Regions from separate parts of the Xenopus laevis genome. Here region 2 is linked to region 1. The links are chromatin contacts, called in public Hi-C maps. All regions are on one chromosome and are shown on one strand. The core of a region is the stretch at or near the end of the contact, and the rest is flanking DNA. Distances in the headings are between cores, read along the strand shown.

Region 1 (3,808 bases), core at 834-3,333:
CCATTTAGCAATTAGTAGTCTACTATTAGTACAAAATCAAAGCAAAGGCCTTATGGGCTGTGTGTGACAACTGCACTTGTGCAATTTAGTAAGTCTCTTTATATTATAATAAAGGCATGAGTCAGTTTTGCATTGCATAATAGCTTTGTTGCACAAAGTCCATATTGGGTCAATTACTGAATTGAGAGTTGAATCATAACTGACAATCAATTATCAGTCAATTATCCATTAACAATGACCTGCAAACTTTTTTCCAGTTGTATTAATAAATTAAAGAGTAATGCTGAGCTCAGATTATGTGCGTCTTATAGTACACAAAGTCTTTAGGGGCCATTTATAAAGTGCAAAGAGGCAATCTCGGTTGCTTCTGACAACTGCACTTAGCACCTATGTTCATTATTCAGCCCACGGGTCACATTTACTTGCATGCAAATTTTCATTTCGGAAGTCTCTGCCAGACTTTGTGCAACCAAGTCAGATGTTATTTTGTGACGAATACACGTATTCATCAAAATGCATCAAAATGCTCAATTATGTCTCGACAAAAGAATGCTGGGGTACTTTTGTCAGCAATAATTCGTTGGTGTGAAAATTTCATTACGAATTTTCTCTAGCCTTCCTTTCTTCCTAGCAAAACTTTAACTGACTTACGCTTACATCAATTTAAATTCAGTGAGTATATAAAGGTCAAATGTCTGTATATATTAGTGATGTTGTTGAACTTGCTGGAAGTGTCCACTTTTTATTAAAAATAAAAACAGAAAGACAGAGAGCCTCCATTATCCCAGGCCATGAGCCCTCCTAAAACAAATGTGTCATGAGTTTCAAATGTAAAAAAAAAGTGTAAATACAATATTTTTAACAGTTACAACTTGTAAACATGATCCCACTTTAAATATGACAAATCCCCAGCGTTTTTGACTTTTGCTCATGACTTTTTTGGAATACGGGATATGATGTCACTGACATAATAATGTTGAGGATATAATAACTTCATTGTATTAATTTGCCAGTCAGAACCTGGCAAAATAGATTTTGGTGAAAAGGGTAGCGAATTGAAATTTTGATAAATTAGTGAACTTGTGATCGTTCGCCTAAGCAATAATTTGCCTGACGAAAGTTTGCCAGCGACAAGGTAGTTCTCTAGCGAAGTGTGTCGCTCATCTTTCAGTAAATAGGTGATGTCATTGCAAATTGTCTTTTTAGCGGAAATTTGTCAGAAAAACACAAGTCGCTCTTTAGTAAATATGCCCCCAAGTGTCTTTGGAATGTTTTAGCATCTGTCTTTTACAGACTTAACATAATAGGTCTAACCTTGTACATCTCATTTATTAGTTGGACCAATGAAGAGAAAAGTCCAATACAACTAATAAGTAGAGATGCACCAAATCCACTATTTTGGATTCGGCCAAACCCCAAATCCTTTGTGAAAGATTCGGCCGAATACCGAACCGAAGCCGAACCCTAATTTGCATAAGCAAGTAAGGGGTGGGAAGGGAAATTTTTTTTTACTTGTTTTGTGACGAAAAGTCACGTGATTTCCCTCCCCACCTCTAATTTGCATATGCAAATTAGGATTCGGATTCGGTTCGGCCTGGCAGAAGGATTCGGCCGATTCCGAATCCTGCTGAAAAAGGCCGAATCCCGAACCGAATCCTGGATTCAGTGCATCCCTACTAATAAGAGTATGACCATTGTCATTCAAGACTTTTCTTTGTGCAGGGATAAGGGATGATATATAATGCCTAATACATAATACATAATGCCTAAATTCAGAAGAGATGATGAGGATAGAGGTAACACTAAAACAGTCAGGAATATGTGCTAAATACAGACAATGTGGGGAATTTGGTCTCCAAAGCTTCTAAATGGGACCAGGAAGCTGTTTATAGTGAACAGGAATTTCCCACCCCTAAAATTATGTTTTAATTCACCTTAAGTTGCAAAAGGGGAATTGGGTGTTCACAACAGTGGCGGAACTACCGGGGGAACCAGGGAGGCAGGGCCCCCCGGCAGCCCGTGCGCCTCTGAAAATGCGGCCGTACGGAGGGGGGCGGGCCCGGCTGTGCGTCACGCACCAGGGCCCGCCCCCCTCTAGTGACGCTACTGGTTCACAAAGAACTTGACTGGCATCTATATACTCCATAAACATTTGTAGATACAGTAGCTCTACCCAACAGAATGTGAGGTTAGAGCTAAAGCAAAGCCAACAATCAGTAACATGGTTCCCTTTACAATAATGAGAAGGGAGCTGAGCGAAAGCTGAGTTTGTTGAGTTAAGTTTGTTGGATATGCATGTAGAATTATTGGATGGGTAGGATACTTTTCTATGACAACAGAATGGAATTTAACAGAAGAGTCTTTTACTGTAGGTTCTATCTTAATTTCTCTGTCACTTCAAATCAGCATCTATTTAACATGTTGACTTGGCTTTAGCCCTTTAATTGCAATAAAGTCTATTTTTCTTTGTAACATTGAACTCTAATTACAGCCTCTATGACATATGGAAATTGTTTCTATATCTGTGTTTTAGCTTGAAGTTCAGCAGTGACCCCTACAGGGTTTGCTAGGCAACGTGACTAGATGTTCTCTGTAACTTCAGAAATTTATCAAGTTGTTTTGTAAAGCCCCAGGATGGCTATTTGGCGTTAAGCAAGTAAACAGTCATTTGCATTAGTAAAAATATGTGTAGCACATGAACTGAGCACTTATTCTCACTAAATGGCATGTGTGACAGTGTTATGTATAAAAAGCATTATGATACATAAAGCTGGACCTTGCAGTTAGGGATGTGGCTTCTCACACTGCAACAAACAGTAATTTCAATTAACCTGACATTTTTTACAAGCAGAACTCCATCCATGTAACCTGAGCAATATGCAGGCATTTGACTGGAACACGTACAAAGTAAGATAAATCATCTACCAGCCCTCCAAATAGAAAGATAAACTACAGAATAGACTTGTCCTCCAGTAAATTTCTGCACAGGTCAGGTCACTGCTAAACCAACCCGTATCTAATGGTTTTTTTGTAACTGAAAATGCATACCTGTGTTAATGAATTGTGTAACATACTTTACATGAATATCACACTTATAGGTTCTAGTATGGAGCAATCTTAATAATTAAGTCCCACTTACTGTAACTCTACAACATTTTTGCATTGTTTTGTAAGGGGCATTTTAACCAGATATTTGGATATCTTCTCCTTAAGATGTAAGTTCTGGGGCATGAGCACATGGACCTTCACGTGTCCTTCACATGGTGATTTCACCACTTTGTAGTAATTTATTTGGTTACATGGATTACTAATAGAGGATATTGTCTATACTGACATGGTGGTATCTATATACAGAGTTTGAGTTCTACAAATGGCTTCACCAGGGGTTGCCACACCCCTTGCTTCAACTGATGCTATAGACCAGTGATCTCCAACAGTGGCTTGCAAGTAACATGTTACTCACCAACTTCTTGCATGTTGCTCACAGTGGCCTAAAAAGCAGGTGCTTATTTTTGAATTCTTGGGTTGAGAACAAGTTTTGGTTACAAAATAAAACAGGTGTACAGCCAAACAGAGCCTCCTGAAGGCTACCAGACCACATAAGGGGCTACCAATAATCACAGCCCAAAATTGGCACCCTCAGGAACTTTTCACATGCTTGTGTTTCTCTCTAACTTTTTTTTTGCATTCAAATATAGCTCAAAGGTAAAAAGGTTTGGGGACCCCTGCTAAAGAAAATTCTTTAACTAAAGGGATATATCTAGTGATGGGCGAATTTATTTGTCAGGTGCAAATTCGCGGTGAATTT
Region 2 (3,808 bases), core at 818-3,317, 190 kb before region 1:
CTGACAACACAGAATCTTAACTGTGATCCAAACCTGGCAGTTAATTAGGACTTACAGATCGTAAGCATCTCTGTTACTTTTGTGTCCTAATTAGATGTTTCTCTAAACAGGGCATGTGCTCTTATAGGGAACAATGGCTGGGTAACATGCAACATTAATGGAGGTTTCCACCTTTGAGTGAAAGGGATAGTGACAGCAGAAAATGAAAGTGTTTTAAAGGAATGGCAATATAATGTAGTGTTGCCCTGAACCAACTGGTGTGTTTGCTTCAGAAACTCTACCATAGTTTATATAAACAAGCTACTGGGTAGCCATTGGGGCAGCCATTCAAGCACAGGATACACAGTAGATAACAGATAAGTACTACTATATTTAATATAAACAAGCTGCTGGATAGCCATGGGGGCAGCCATTCAAGCACAGGATACACAGTAGATAACAGATAAGTACTACTATAGTTTATATAAACAAGCTACTGGGTAGCCATGGGGGCAGCCATTCAAACACAGGATACACAGTAGATAACAGATAAGTACTACTATATTTAATATAAACAAGCTGCTGGGTAGCCATGGGGGCAGCCATTCAAACACAGGATACACAGTAGATAACAGATAAGTACTACTATATTTAATATAAACAAGCTGCTGGGTAGCCATGGGGGCAGCCATTCAAACACAGGATACACAGTAGATAACAGATAAGTACTACTATATTTAATATAAACAAGCTGCTGGGTAGCCATGGGGGCAGCCATTCAAGCACAGGATACACAGTAGATAACAGATAAGTACTACTATAGTTTATATAAACAAGCTGCTGGGTAGCCATGGGGGCAGCCATTCAAGCACAGGATACACAGCAGATAACAGATAAGTACTACTATAGTTAATATAAACAAACTGCTGGGTTGCCATGGGGGCAGCCATTCAAGCACAGGATATACGGTAGATAACAGATAAGTACTACTATAGTTTATATAAACAGGCTGCTGGTTAGCCATGGGGGCAGCCATTCAAGCACAGTGTACACAGTAGATAACAGATAAGTACTACTATAGTTTATATAAACAAGCTGCTGGGTAGCCATGGGGGCAGCCATTCAAAGCTAAAAAAGGACAAAAGGCACAGGTTACACAGCAAATAACAAATAAGCTCTGTAGTATACAATGGGATTCTTCAGAATTTATCTGTTATCTACTTTATATCCTGTGCTTGAATGGCTGCCCCCATGGCTACACAGCAGCCTGTTTATATAAACTATAATTGTGTTTCTGAAGCAAATACACCAGTTTTACCAGTGCAGGGCAACACTACATTACATTGTCATGTCTTAAAAACACATACATTTTTTGGTGTTACTGTTCCTTTAACGTTTATTAGGATGTAGTGAGTGATATTCTGAGCCAATTTGCGAATGGTTTTATTTTTTTTTTTATTATTTGTGGTTTTTCAGTTATTTCGCTTTTTATTCAGCGGCTCTCTCAGTTTGCAAATTCAGCAATCTGGTTGCTCGGGTCCAAATTACCCTAGCAACCATGCACTGAAAAAAGAGACTGGAATATGAATAGGAGCAGGCCCTGAATAGAAAGATGAATAATAAAATGTAGCAATACTCCTACATTTGTAGGAGCAGACCAGATTTTTAGATGAGGTCAGTGAACCCCATTTAATAGATGGAAGAAGAAGGAGGCAAATAACTAAAACACTATAAAAAAAAAGAAAAAATGAAGCCCATTAAAGCCCATGTATTTGCACCCTCGACCTATTTTTGCGCAAATCATGAATCAGGAGAATGGTTGAAGATTCAGGCAAGGCCTGTGCAGTCGTAACATTTCTTACAAATGTGAAAAAACTGATAGAGATTTATAGAATTACATTTAAGGAATGGCTAACTGGCAGCCCCTGGCTTTTGTTCAACTGTAGCTCCCATGCTTCTACCAATAGGTAAGGGTAGTGAAGCATCCTGTGGTATCTCACTATAGCACAGCTTTCTCTGCAGAGCATTCTGGGATCTGTAGGTCTGCAGCAGCTCTTAGGACCCAGGGTTTCTTTTGTGGACAATTACAGGGAAATGATCATAATGAAAAGAGAGGCACTGGGCTGTGACCAAGCTCTCTTAATTCAGTTCCTGTACCAACTGCTTGTGATCTTTGGGCAAATCATTTCATCTCCTTGAGCCTCAGGCAACCAGATTAGATGGAAGGCTCTACGGGACACCGGCTACTACTTTGCTGGGGATAAAACAAAACCAATAGATAATTAATTAATTGATGCAGGATGAGATTAATTGCATCTAAGAAATGCTATTTTTATAGTGCACATAATATACAGGAATAAATGGATGTTGTGATTGTTTATTATTCACTCCAGCCTATGTTAAAGAAAGGGTGTATAGGCCTATGTATGTAATTCATGTGATTTAGCTGTATAAACACATTTACTTTATAGCACTGCGAAATATGCTCTATAAATACATGTTAATAATAATAAAAATAGGCTTGCACCCTTTCGTTATTGCTTTTATTTAAGGTAGAAGCAGGGAGTAAAATCCATGCCTCTTGAGAGCCACCTAGTGTTTGTTAGTAGTACAAGCGAATTTGAGAATAGCAGTGATGATATTTATATCCCTTTTTTCTCTGCAGAAGATTCTGGTTTTTAATTATTTCTTTAATGTATTTTATTTCTTCCAGTCTAAGGGTAGAAGTACACAAACTTTTCGGCGCGATCCGACGCGCTGCGAAAAAACACCGGTGTCAAATCGGATGCAACGGAAATAAGGTAAGAGATAAAAATGTCGGATGAAGTTGCAGCGTTGACCCGACGTGACTGTCGGATGCAGGCGCAGCGGTTGCATCAGGCAGTCGTGTTGCGTCGGATCAACGCTGCGGCACCATCCGACAATGCCATTACTTACCTTATTTCCATTGCATCCGATTTGACGCCGGCGTTTTGTTACATCGGTCTGATCACACCGAAAACGTTTGTGTAGTACCCTTATAGTCAGTTTGTATGCCAAAAATGTCAAAGTTTACTGAGTGTAGAGAAAGTAAATCTAATTGTACAGTACAGGTATGGGACCTGACATCTATATTGCTCGGGACCTGAAATCTTCCGGATACCTTAAGTCTACTAGAAAATCATGTAAACACAAAATAAATCCAATAGGCTGGTTTTGCTTCCAATAAGGATTACTTATATCTTAGTTTGGATCAAGTACAAGGTGTTGTTTTATTATTACAGAGAAAAGAAAATCATTTTTAAAAATTTGGATTATTTGAATAAAATGGAGTTTATGGGAGACTGCCTTTCTGTAATTTTGAGCTTTATGGATAATGGTTTTCCGGATAACGGATCCCATACTTGTAATACATTGATCAGCTACTTCTATACTATGATCTCCATGTTTTTGATGCAATTTATGTGTCCTATACGTCCTAGCCACAAGCAATGTCCTTGGGCCATGATCAGCGGGGAGACTTACGATATTGTCTGCAAAAAATCACCCAAAATTGCTTCTCCACCAGCAATAATTGATATAGGTAAAACAAATGCAACACAAATTTGGCCATAGTTTCCTCACGAGGCAACTTCGGAAAACGAATGGGCCCTTAGCTTTTGCCACAGGCGATTTCAGTTATTGCCGGCAGAGAAGCATTTCTGGGAGATTTGTCACCTGCAATAGTGCAAATCTATTTCGGCAAGAAACCTGTTGACCCTAAAGTGTGCATATTTTAACAAGTACCCTGGTCACACTAGACTAGAGCTTAGTTATGAGGAGTAGTGGACTTATGGCAGCCAGGGTCAGA

What was found. Hi-C and Micro-C count contacts between places; a contact is called where the count stands out from the background.
Region 2: a contact with region 1 is called in a Hi-C map of the XTC cell line, with 5 times the contacts expected there. The contact joins two enhancer-like sites. A contact is called at or near these places in 2 of 4 Hi-C or Micro-C datasets (the XL177 cell line and the XTC cell line).

What each region holds. Positions count from the first base shown.
Region 1 is chr8L:110,580,381-110,584,188 of Xenopus_laevis_v10.1, reverse strand. No RefSeq gene overlaps it. Among protein-coding and RNA genes, the nearest start is that of LOC108699281, 66 kb to the right of the region's middle. Within about 2 kb of position 2,083, at least 1 of the 7 cell types and tissues checked has an H3K27ac peak or open chromatin away from gene starts, as enhancers often do.
Region 2 is chr8L:110,774,685-110,778,492 of Xenopus_laevis_v10.1, reverse strand. No RefSeq gene overlaps it. Among protein-coding and RNA genes, the nearest start is that of LOC108699282, 13 kb to the left of the region's middle. Within about 2 kb of position 2,067, at least 1 of the 7 cell types and tissues checked has an H3K27ac peak or open chromatin away from gene starts, as enhancers often do.